Regions from separate parts of the Mus musculus genome. Here region 2 is linked to region 1. Evidence: chromatin contacts called from public HiChIP or PLAC-seq data. All regions are on one chromosome and are shown on one strand. The core of a region is the stretch at or near the end of the contact, and the rest is flanking DNA. Distances in the headings are between cores, read along the strand shown.

Region 1 (6,372 bases), core at 2,838-5,337:
CAGCCTAATCAACTATGGAAGTTGAGGGGCCAGTGAACTGTCAGAACACATGGAACAACCTGGGAGCTCCAGTCCTCCCCAGCTTCATCAGAAGCAGGTAGCTAGATATGAGAAGGTGGCACTGAGTGCAAGGGCTTAGGGCCACACATTTGATAATCTGGTTTTTTTTTTTTTTTTTTTTAGTGAATTATGTGACACAGTTGCCTGGTGGTGACCTTGTCAAGGGATTGCAAATATTTGCAGGGCCAGGAGAAAGGACACATGCTTGCTGTGTGGTTGTAGGGGCTTCATGAGGACCAATATAGGCTGTCCTGAGAGAGAGATTTGGGCTCAGTGTAAGGAAGCATTTTCTGCCAGTGATCTGCTTCAACACAAGCAGACTGCCTGGGGGTAGCTGGTGTCCATCCTCAGAGAGAGCATAGGAGCTGAGCAAGGGTGGCCAGGGAAAGGCCTCCTGTTCTGACACCTAGCCATCCACTTCTGAGGTTACTCCAGGATTTGCCCTGGGGCCTCTTCTCGTTCTGCTGGTCCCCAGTCTCTGGTCTCTGCGGGAATCCCAGCTCTGGTTTCTGTGGTCACCTTGTGTGAATGACTTCCCCTGTCTCTCACTTTGCTGGGGAACGAACCTAGCTTATTTTCAGTGTGATTTTTTTTTCTTCCCCTGGAGTATGCCTCGCTCCCTCGTCTCCACATCCTATTCTGTGGGCCCACATTCACCCATTTGTTCTAAGCATCAGTCTTTGCTCTTTTCTTACACACCCTGGGTCACTTCCATCCGTGAAATAATCTCTTAGCTGGGCTCTGTGATCCATCGGTGATTGTCAAGACTGTCTGTAGCTCACATTTTGAGACACCTATTTTAGACGGTTCCTTTTGTGGCTCTGAGCAGTAGCAATTTTCCTAGGGTGGAGAGAGAAGGAAGAGATAAACAGAGAGGGATGGCTCCCTAAATTAGTTCATTCAGATGCCGTAAGAAAGACCAAAATAACAGTGACTTATGCTGGAGCAGATGCTTACGTCTCACCCATGTGACCATCTGGCTATATCCAGGGTGGAAACCGCAGCCCCAGAGACCCTCTATCTTGCTGGCTTGTAATGCTTGCCTGGCAGTTTGGTCCTACAAGGTTTGCCTCATCTCTGGTCCATGCATTGGAAGGGGGAGGATGAAAAGAAAGAAAGAGTGTGCCTTCCATCTTTAAGGACCTGACCCAGAAACTGTACTTGTTAGTTCTTCTGAAATCGTATTAGCCAGGAAATGATCCTGTGGCCACACCCAGATGAAAGGGAGTCTGGGATCTGTAGTCTTTAGCTGAGCAGCCCTGTGCCTGACTACTAATGCCTCAGGAAAGAACAGATTTAAGGAAATAATTGGTGTCTTCTGTGGTGACATGGCTGTATGTATTTCAGTGTCACTTGCGTGATAGTACTAAGGATTAATATATTAGAGATCCACTAAACTTAGCGAAGGTTTTCTTTTAGAAACATTGCACTCAGAGAGAGGACGTTGACTAGTAAGATGATGGCTCAGCAAGGCGAGGTGCCTATTTCCAAGCCTGACAACCGGAGTTCAATCCCCAAGACCCATGTGGTAAAGAGAGAACCTCTCACCTCTGTGCATGTGCTCCATGCACGTCAATGCTTAGACGTTAAATATTAAAGACTTCGGTGAATAATTACAAATTAAACAAGAGCCATTTATTTTATGTGTATGAATGTTTTGCCTGCACGTATATCTTGTACCATGGGAGTGCCTGATACCAGAGGTCAGAAGAGGGGGTCAGATCTCTTGGAACTGGAGTTGCGGATGGTTGTGGCCCACCATGTGGGTGCTGGGAACTGAACCTAGGTGCTTTGCAGGAGCAGCAAATGCGTTTAGCCACTGGGCCATCATCTCTCCAGCCCCCCCCCCCCCCCCGCTGCCCACACTCTCCTCCCTTTTTTTTTTTAAAGTTGGTGTGATCATTTTTTAAATTGTGATAAAACACCACGGCCAAAGGAACTTATAAAAGGAAGAGTTTAAGTTTAAGAGCTTACAGTTCCAGGGCTTTAAAGTCCATGATGGCAGAGCGAAGGCATGGTGGCAGGAAGAATTGAGAGCTCACAGCTTAAGCTGCAAGCAGGAGGCAGAGAGCACACTGGGAACAGCACCAATCTTTGGAAACTTCAAGCCTGCCCTTACTGACAACCCTCTTCCAACAGGGCCACACCTCCTAATCCTCCCTGAACAACTGGAGGCCAGGTATTCGACTGTATGAATCTATGAGGGTCATCCTTATGCAACCCCCCACTGTGGGAGACCTTAGTAAGACTGTACAGTGAAGTGGCAGAGCCCCAAACCTTGGGCTCATTTTCTGTCATTGTGTGTGTGTGTGTGTGTGTGCTCGCGCGCGCTTGGGTGGGCACTAGCTGTGGAAGCCAGTGGACAACCTTGACTGCTGAGCCTCAATTGTCGTCCACCTTGTTTTTTTATTTAGTTGCTTCTGTTTTGAGACTGGCTCTCTCACTAGCCCACAGCTCACTAAGCAGGCTGGGTTGGTTTGCCAGTAAACCTAAGGATCTGTCTTTGTTCACCTCCCCAGTCCTGGAGCGAGTACCACCATGCCTGGTAGTCCCTGAGTTCTGATGATCACATTCAGTTCCTTCTGCTTTCGAGCCTTGGTCTTTCATACGCTGCCATATCAAGGAGATGTGCTTGAGAGGCAGCAGATGGGGCTAAGATGAATCTCACATTGCCCAGCCTTACGTGGAGAGCTGCTCCAGGTCCTCAGGACACACTCGGAGGCTATGATGGCTCTCAGATGCCACACAGCAGCCCTCGTGGAATCTTAAAGTGCACCTTAGTGAAAGGCATGTCTGCCTTCTGTATTGGGTCTGCTATTTGAGAACATGCAGACACATTAGTCACCTTTGTGCCCACGGCCTCTGCTACAGGTATTCCATGCATTATTAAAGGGATTGTCCAACGCACAGGCGAATCTACATATATATATAAGGGTTCCTTCAGTTGTACACGACAGAAACTTAGCTGGTCCTGGATTAAGGGGGAAAAGATTGGCCCATCTAGGTCTGCATTGGGTGATGTCTTAAGAGTGTCCTTGGGTCCTAAATCTTCTGGGATTGGTTGAATCTGCATGCAGTAGCTTCAAAAGTGAGAATGGCTGTCTCTTACCTACAGTGTCTCTACAAGAGGCCAAAGCACTCTGTAGTCTTTCGTGGGGGTGGGGGTGGGGGCTCCCTGGAGTGTCTAGGCTGGATTACAATGATGGGCTTCCTGAGTCCAGAATGAAGGAGAAGAATCAAAGGGAACAAGGCTAGTGTCCACTCTGGACGCCTCTCCTGGGCCTTCTGGAGTGAGGAACAGCTATGCTCTGGGAAACTCAACTCTGCCTGACCAGGAGAGGGACTCTTTGATCCCACATATTCAACAGACATTCACAAGTGATTCTAGGTAGGGGTAAAGCCCAGTAGCAGGAAATAGCTTGCAGCATGAGAAGGCATCCTAGGAAAAGCCTTCAGTGACAAGTAGAGATATGTAGGTCTTCTCTTGTAACTATTGTGGAGCCATGGGAGATTCCTAAGCAGGGGAGGACATGAGCTGATTCCTGTCTTAGGTCTCAAGAGAAGGCACCTGAGAGAATTGAGTTTGGTAGGGGTGATATGTGGGACTTACAGGATCAGTAAAGGGGTCCCTGGTGGCCCTAGATGGCAGGCTTAGGCAGCCAAGTGAGGGGGTCCAAAAATCGCTGACAGACTCCGGATTTGTTTTTGTTTTGAGACGGCATCTCTTGTGACCCAGGATGGCCTTGCCCTCACTCACTACATAGCTAAGAATGGCCCTGAACTCCTGATCGTCCCGCTTCTGTCTGGGAATGCCCAGCTTACCGGCATGTACCACCACACCTGGTTTAAGAGGGGCTCAGAGGTTGAACCAGGAGCTGTGTACTTGCTGGGACAGCACTCCGCCAGCTGGGCCACATCCCAGCTCCCTGGTTTTGCTTCTGTTTAGAAGTAAACAAGGACAGAAGCCTTAGAAGCTGGCAGCTCTGTAGGCTTTAGCTTCCCGTGGCACGTAGCCAGCAGTACAGGCAGCTGCCTGCTAGGTTTTCCTGCAGGCTGACGGTGCCCTTGTCAGGCAGGAAGTGGTGTCCCCAAGGGTGCCACTATGAATTGGGGCTGCTGACTCAGCACCTAGACAGCCAGGCTTTGAGGCCACCAGACTTTGGACTGGAAGCATCTGGAAAGGAAGTGGCTGCCCAGGGCTTCCCCCGCAGTGAACCGTGGACAGCCAGGGAAGTGGGTGGCTGGCCAGGATGCAGGGTTTGGCTGAGGGACTCCCTCTGTGCAGCTGCCTGACATGGGGGGGGGGTCGAGAAAGTGTGTGATAGGGATGGAAGGGTTGTCCCTGTGTACCTGAGGCTAGACCACATGCTTGGCTGTAGGCAGCATTTGCTCCATCAGAGGTAAAAAGGAGTTCGGAAGGATTGGGCTCTTTCAGCTCCTGTGTTTGGGTTTGTTTATGTATTTGTTATGTATTGTTATGTATTTGTTTGGTTCTCCTGCTAAATGTGACCAAGGCCTACGGTCTATCTCTGGAGGTGGTCATGGATACAAAATGTTCATATTCTTGCTAATTACTGTTAGGTGGGACGGGTGGACATGGGTCACATGGCTTGAGCAGGCAACAGCAAGAGACACAAGAAGTGCCTGCAGCCTGCCTGAGTCAGGCACCTGCAAGCTAAACCCAGGGGAGTCTGGGACCACCCTGGGCTAGGCTTGGTCTGTTGTAAGCGATCCAACTCTTGCTGAGGCCTGACGCTGACCCCAGCCCTGCCCCTGGTCTCTTTCTTCTCTGCTGGGCCTTGGTTGTTTGGTACATGTGTATTAAACTAGCAGATGTCTCTCCCAGACTCCACATCCTTACATTTCTGCTACTCCTAGCTAGGGCTCTGTCCTGGGGTTTCTGCACACATGCTCCTAACCTAACATGCCTTGGACAAAAGGCTCCACATTTCCTGCCCCAATAACCAGGTCTCAGAACCAAGTGTCTTGACAGTTGCCTTCCCGTGTCCTATGCTCTCAGATACTGTCACTGTGATCTCTTCCTGCCTTATCACTCGGCTGGCCCCTTTCATCTACCCTGCACATGCTATCGAAGTAGCCCTGACAATGTGGTTTCTTTATTCCAGAACCCTCAGTGGCTCCTGGCTACCTTTAGTAGTTGAGTAGACGTTTCAAGTTGAACCCTAAGTCTGTCTAAAGTCTACCCCTTTACTGTCCCATTTCTCCCATCAGCCAAAGTGACCTGGTACAGCCTGGACCCCAAGCTCATCGGCTTTGTCTGGCTGGCCGCCTGGCCTCTTCCCACTTGGATTTGGATGATCCTGAGGCCTTTGGAGGAACTTCGAGACAAAGGCCCCTCTTCCTCTTCCACGGGCAGGAGCAGCCATTCGCCACGGAGAGCCCAGCTGTCAGCTGTCTCACAGGAAGATGCTTCGAGGATGGGGTGGCCCCAGTGTGGGTGTGTGTGTGCGCACAGCACTGGGGGTGCTGTGCCTCTGCCTCACAGGTGAGGGGAAGGGTCATGATCATGATGGTATGTGGGGATGTCCACTCCTCCCTGGGCTCCAGCCAGGCTGTCTCTGTCTTGAAGAAGCATATTGATTTCCATCTCTGGGCTCCACAGGCCACCAACCTCCTTTACCTTAGCCTCTGCTTCTTCATCTGTAAAATGGGACAGTATGCTATGATAATGCAAGTTCCTGAACACACTGTGTGAACTCTGCTCAGGACCATTGCCGAAAACTTTCTGTCCTCAGACACAGGCATGACTCCATTCTTTATTTTGTTGCAAACCTTTGCTCAGATGACAGGTCATCAGCATGCTTTCTTGACTACTTTGTATAAAACAACATAGCACTCTTCCTCCCTCCCTAAATCATCCCTGCCCCGAGCGCTTTATTACATTCTTCCTATAATTTACCTCCACTGGACATATGGTTCCTTTGCTTATTGCCTGTTGTCACCTCGCTCATAAGGCAAGGTCTAACCTCAGGGACTGAATGGATGATTGCTATGTTCACAGTGCTCTGTCCCCATGCTGAATAAATTCCCACCTAGTGCTTGGCTAAGTAAATGCCCTGTTTAGGTAGTCATCCACCTTATGGAGAAAACAAAGCCAAGTGTCTGGCGCCATCTAGTGGTCATCAGAGACAACACCATCTCTATCCGTGGGTGTTCAGACTTCTTTTTGTGTGAGTGTGTTTGCTTGGTTGAGACAGGGTCTCACTATGTGTACCTGGCTGTCCTTGAACTCATTATCTAGACAGGCAGGCCTCAAACTCACACAGAGATCTACCTGTCTCTGCCTCCCAA
Region 2 (6,372 bases), core at 2,532-5,031, 700 kb before region 1:
GGAGGGTGCCAGCTAAGCGGAAGATGTTGTTAGTCAAAGACACTCCTTTGAAAACAGAAATTGCTGTATCACACAATGTCTCCCGACCACAGGGTGGAATTAATGAGGAGTTTGCTCAGCTTCAAAATGATCTTCCAGGTGGCCAAAGGAAATTCACATTTACACTTCAATCGGAAACCCCTCTGTAGATGCCGTGAGGGGAAGGGCTTCATTTTCTGAGATCACAAATGTCCACCCCCTTCTCGATAAGAAGAGAGTCCCTGATAAAGACAGCCTGGTATCTGGGGACCCTCCTGCTAATTAGAAAAGTGCATCTAATTTCACGGAGTTCAGCTCGTATTAATTTATTCTGGGCTTGTTAGTAATGAAGCCATGTGCTTGTTTCTTAAGAAGAAAACATCAGAGAGGAGAAGGATGGGTGTGAATTTGTGCTACCCACACCTTCTTCTGCCTACTAGTTGAGGGAGTAGACTGCGGCTACCTCCATCTTACCCTGTCACTGAGGCAGCACTTGTGACTTCACTGTGGTTACTCCAAAGTAGGGAGTCTCTTTCAATATGATGATGACACTAGGTGAGCAGTGTCACCAAGCCGTAAGTCATGAGTGTTGACCAAAGCTGATATAACTGTTGCTACAAACACAGTCCAACCGTGGTCACCCTGACCTACACTCTCCTGGTGTGAATGGCCAGTATCCCTTGGCATTGGAATTCTAACCATGGCTAACATTGAACAAATCTACTTTTATCGAGTCAGAAGCAGGTGGTGAGAGGTGGGCACACGTCGGAACTTAACACTGTTCAATATTTCTACCTTTTTACTGAATTTGGTTTTCAAGGCCTGGATTTCCGACTCACTCAGCCATATGCTTCTGTCTTCCTGGGCGTAGCTCAGTGCTTATTATTCTCTTTGAGTCCACAGAGCTCTTGTTCATGTTTTTTTTAAAACTCTTTGACATTTTTTTGATGAAAGTTATGTTTTTGTTTAAAGTTCTGTGTTCCTGAGGTTCCTCTAGGTAGTTCTCACTGGAGAACACTTCAGTAAGACTAGTGAGGTTTTTGTGGGGCACATGCTGCCTTGGCCTTTCATATTGCTTGTGTATTTGTGATGGGACGTGGCGTGTAGACTTCTTATATTGGTTGTGTTGCTGATGTGAGATTCTAGGCTGCCTCAGACTGGACCAGAGCAAAGATGTTTGACCCAGGCTAGGCCTGTGGGTCAGGATTAGGTGGTCTCACCATATTGTTGGTGCATAGATGTGCCACAAGGGCCAAGCCTAGAGGTTGGGACTATGCACAAACTCAGCACTTCTGTCTTGAGCTGTCTGGACTGCTTACTCTATTGAGGCTTTGGGTTGGGTCTGGGAAGATTTTCTGGCCCCATCTTGGATACCAGAGCCTCTGGTTTTCCTTAGTTCCAAGTTTGTTCACAGCCTGCCAAGACTAACCTCTAACCTGCTCCAGCAATTTCACATTTATTTAGAACCTGTCGATCTCCACTGATCTCTAGAGTGTGGGTCATATTCTGACACCTGGGTCAATATCACTCCATAATGACGACAGGTTAATGAAGGGAGGTTCAGACAAGCCTCTCTGGGTAGGAGTTTCTTTCGTAGCTGGGAAACATTGACACCTGGGATGAAGAGTTACAGAGGGCCCTGTGCGTTGGTTTTTCTTGTTACGCTGTAGGACAATATTCACAGGAAGAGACTTAAGGACATTTTACTTATTAAAGTCTGTAGTCTGGATTTCTCTAAGAAAAGAAAAAAAGGAGTATTTGATAATTTGAGACCATATTTCCACATGTCAGTGGAGGCTGGCCCCACTACGTGGGCAGTGTCTACTGCAGTTTGCCATGGTCCCGCTAGCACATCCTGCTGGGTTATTCTTTGAGGACAGAACCATTGGACCTTTCTTCTTCCAGTGCTCCTTCTCTCTTCCTCCCCCATCCACAGCCTCCTCATTTGCCCCCCCCCCCATCGAGCCTTTATTTCTTACTAAACCCTGGGCCAGGCACAGAGAAAGAGAGGAGGCCGATGAAAGAGGAGGGAGGATAGGGAGGGCTATTGAATAGCCATTTGGCACAAATGGAAAAGCAGGGTCTAACTCACTACATGAACTGGTCCAGCAAGAGTTTGGTAGCTTGTTCAGCCCCTCCCCACACCTCAGACTTGTTTCAGGAAGGAGTTGCCCTCCCCACCCTCTGTACTTCCAGGACCCAGGGAGGTCCATCCTTACCAGGTGAGGGTGCTGGGGCCTAGGGTTTCAGCAAGCCAGTTGGAGAGTGTCCATGTGTCGGGGACAGGACAGCTGGGCACAGCCTCCGTGTCCTGGCTGCACACCTGTTGGAAGTTATATTTGGAACAGTAAATCTTGGGGAATGAAGAGAGAGAAGCCAAAGGAAAAAAGTGGGGGTTCGGGGGAGGGGGGAGAAAGATGAAGCCCAGAACAGGATGTTAACACTGGAGTAGAAAAGCCACAGCCTCCTCTGGGAGGGCTCCATAAGGGTAAAGGGGGGATGATGGGGCTGTGGGCAGGGGTGGGGGAGGGGCAGCGAACCCATACTGCAAACTGCAGTCAGAAAAAAAACTGGCTGGGAACGTGACTGGGGAGTGGCAACTCTGTGCTAGCGCAAAGGCATCTCCTGAGAACCATATATATAAAATATAGCATATAGAATATAGAATATAATGTATATACATACATAGACACACAGATAATTATTTTCCCTGTGTGTGTTTCTGTGCGTGTGGCATGTGTGCAGGTGTGCATGCACGTGTGCATGCAGGCCAGAGGTCGATGGTAAGTCTCTTTCTCTAACTCTTTTCACCTTATTTCCTGGGACATGGTCTCTTACGAAACCCGGACTTAGGCTAAGCTGCTGGCCAGCAAGCTCCAGGGATCTCCCCACTTCCCAGCACGGGGCAGGCAGACACAGGCCTGCCTTTGTACCTGGATGTTTACGTGGGGCTAAGGATCTGAATGCAGCTCCCTATGCTTACACGGCAGGAACTTTGCCCAGGGAACAGTCCGCCCAGGCCCTAAAAAGAAACCTCTTCTAGAAGTGGGACCCATCCACTGAGAAGCAGGGTGGACGCTTTGTATTCTCACTCCCTTTCTGGGTTCCTCTAGCGGGGGCGGGGGGGACACCCTCAAATGTTACAAAGACTTCAGCCACATGCATTCCCATCCATTAGTCGCCTTAATAGAATATAAACATACACACGGGTTCTTTCTGCTACAAAAGAAATCTCCCGAAAAGTTAAAAGCAAGTCAGTAACTTTATCACACTACAAATGTCCATCCATTGTGTGGGCAAGGGAGGTATGAGCTATTTGCATTGAATACCAAATTTACAGCGACCTGGAGGCCCAACACTCAGGGATTAGAATGTGAGAATTATGCAAATCTGGATCACTGTAGGACTTCCACTTTAACCTTGCAACCTAAGATAAGCTACAAGCTGTAATGGTTAAGCTAATTTAAAGAGAAAGTTCTAGTGCAAATAGCAAGAACAGCAGCCAGGTCAGCAGAACAGGGTGAAGGACTGACCGCAAGACCCCCCCCCCCCCCCCCCCCCCGCAATGGAAACCCCGGGATTGTTTTACAGTGTTGCTAAGTGCTGTGTGGCAGACAGATTCCTTGCAGAGGGTTCAGTTGGAGTCCGAGTAATTTTAGTTTATGAACAGCACATTTTAGTAACCCTCTGTGACTCAATCATTGGCTTAGTAGCAAGTAAACCTTCAGTAGACTCAACACGTGAGTCACTTGCCTGCAAGAATGAAAAGGGCCTTGGCCCTGTTGGCCCTGTAGTCCATGATCCTGTAGCCTGGTGGGGAGCCGCAGGCTACATGTACACACTGCTCTGACAAGTGGGTGTCACCTACAGGAGGGCTTGTCTCTTTCATTATCTGTTCTCCACATAGTACAGTATCGTCAGAAACCTCTATACCGTACCCATCAGCATACAAACAGGCCTTATTGATTCTCGTCTTGAAGCCTGTTTCCTTGACTTTATACCTGCTCTAGCTATGAGCACAATTCCTTCCTTGTTCCTGCAACAAAACTTCTCAAAAGAGCTGTTTCTGCAGTTGGCCTCCTTGTCCACAGGTTTAATCAGCTGAAGATAAATATACATTATATTTGAAGGCTGAAGAGATTTCTCAGTGTTTAGAGTGCTTGTCATATCCCCAGATCCCAGTAGATAGGTTGGCATGCTACCCCTTTTCTAAGTCCAGCCGAAGGTGGAGACAGGGGAGTCCAAGAGTAAGCTAGATAATAACATCAGCTATATCGGTGAGCTCTGGTTTGATTGAGAGGCCCTTCTATTGTATGAATTATATATTCTATCCAGCCTGTATAAAAGACACACAATCCTGGTATTGATTTGCAAGTTGTAAGCCTAGATTGGGCAGGATTTGAGTTCCTCTAACATATATTTCAGCCATATGTCCCTTGCTATGTTTCTCCTAACCATGTGCTCACAGTCTCTCTCTTCTCATGGCTGCCTTCTCTCTTTGTCTTCTCTCTCTCTTTTTTTTCCTGGTCTCCTGAGATCCCTCACTTAATTCTCAAGTCCTGCTTTAGTCTTTTATTGACCAATTAGCTTGGGGAGCAAGGTTTGCCCAACCAAAGCTGGTGTACCTGAGAATTCATTCTCATCTTGGGGCAACCAGATCGTGGGGCACAGAATTTAGCATTTGAATACATAGCAGCACCACACCAAACCCAACACCCTGGTTCAGTGACTAAGGTAGAAGAGTGATATCACCTACTCTGACATTAACCTTAGGACTCCACAGGATGTGTATGTATCCACACACGTGTGTGCACATACATGAAAACATGCACACATGTATGACACACACAAAAGTGGGAAAAGAAAAATCATTTGACCAAACTTGACTATATCTAATTTGTATAGATTTTTCTGCTGTCAGCATTTCCTCGGAAATACAGTGTGATACTGTGTGCGGAGCCAGTAATTGCCATTCCAGAGGTGACACACAAGCTGCTGGAGGATGAGCACAGGTCACGTGCAATTCTGACATCATTTTGTATAGATTTTGATACCTAAGGAGGGTCTTGAAACAAATTCTTGTGGAGAGGAGGGTCAAATGTAGGGTTGCTGATTTTCTCATTTCGTTTTGACTCATTCATTCATTCATTCATTCATTCTCTTTCTCCCCACCCCTCTTCTGGTCTATTCTAGAAGGTTTGGTTCCCAGCAGCATCTTCCAGATTCCTTCTCCCTATCATTCTCCCCGGTGTTGTTAAAAGTATACAAACCCATCTCTATTTCTCCACACTCTACCTTGGCCTTGAAACATAGCCTCAGTCTGAGTTGCCAGTGAGCAATGCCCTTGATATCACTGAGTCCACTCATAAATACTGTCAGTTGTTCTCTGACTTTCTAGCAGTCTTTTACAGGGCGTCTTCATTAGGGTATAATTTTAATCAATAAACTGCACATATGTAAAGCATATAAGCGATTACACTTTGGCTTTGCATATACCCATGAAGCCATCATACCATACAGGGTCATGATCATCTCTATCAGTCCTCTAAACTTCCCCATGCCCGTCAATAACCCTCCTCTCTTGCCTTTCACACTGCCTCCCACTACACAGGGACTGCATTTTTTTTGTTATATAACAAATAATCACATACATTATCGGCTTAAAACAATAAATACTTATCATTTCCTATTTCTTCTGGGTTAGGAATGTGAGGCTATGTGCTCTGAAGGGTTTCTTCAAAGGTTGTAATCAGACATTGACTAAGCTTGTGACTGGAGGAGTCTACACCCATGCTCACAGTGGGAAAAATTAGTTTCTCACAGTTATTGAACAGAAAGCATCATTTTCTCACTAGTTATTAGCTAGAGGCCTCACAGGAGTGTGTGTGTGTGTGTGTGTGTGTGTGACAGAGAGAGAGAGAGAGAGGGAGGGAGGGAGGGAGGGAGGGAGAGACAGACAGAGAGGCAGAGACACAGAAAGAGGGAGAGAGAGAGAAAGAGAGAAAGACAGAGAGAGAAAGAACATATATAACAGCTAGCAATATGGAGTCCACCATCTGTTTATAACGTTAATGTCAAAGCTGGAATAATTTTACAACATTCTGTTCATTAGACGTGAGTCACCCTTGGTGGCTTGATAGCAGCTCAGCAGTTAAGAGCACTCATTGCACGTCCTGAGGTCAGTTCCCAGCACCCACAATGGGTGGCTCACAACCACCTTACTCTAGATCCAGGGGATCCAACCCTCTTCTGGCTTCTGCTGGTATTACACACACACACACACACACACACACATACACACACACACACACACACACTCACACACACACACACACACACACACACACACACACA

The links. HiChIP or PLAC-seq counts read pairs in DNA pulled down with a chosen protein or histone mark.
Region 2: a contact with region 1 is called in an HNF4G HiChIP or PLAC-seq map of pancreatic cancer cells. The contact joins two enhancer-like sites. A contact is called at or near these places in 1 of 39 promoter capture datasets (the HPC-7 cell line), 2 of 484 Hi-C or Micro-C datasets (the P5424 cell line and embryonic stem cells) and 2 of 115 datasets of contacts at active chromatin or transcription factors (embryonic stem cells and pancreatic cancer cells).

The regions. Positions count from the first base shown.
Region 1 is chr9:58,539,861-58,546,232 of GRCm38.p6, reverse strand. Cd276 (CD276 antigen) reads left to right here. Exons shown (of 8, transcript NM_133983.4): 2 at 5,293-5,566. The coding sequence starts at 5,488. Among named protein-coding and RNA genes, the nearest start is that of Cd276, 12 kb to the left of the region's middle. Within about 2 kb of position 4,087, at least 158 of the 459 cell types and tissues checked have an H3K27ac peak or open chromatin away from gene starts, as enhancers often do. A contact at or near this core is called in the P5424 cell line and pancreatic cancer cells, where this site is marked.
Region 2 is chr9:59,242,755-59,249,126 of GRCm38.p6, reverse strand. No RefSeq gene overlaps it. Among named protein-coding and RNA genes, the nearest start is that of Gm33053, 11 kb to the right of the region's middle. Within about 2 kb of position 3,781, at least 22 of the 459 cell types and tissues checked have an H3K27ac peak or open chromatin away from gene starts, as enhancers often do. A contact at or near this core is called in the P5424 cell line and pancreatic cancer cells, where this site is marked.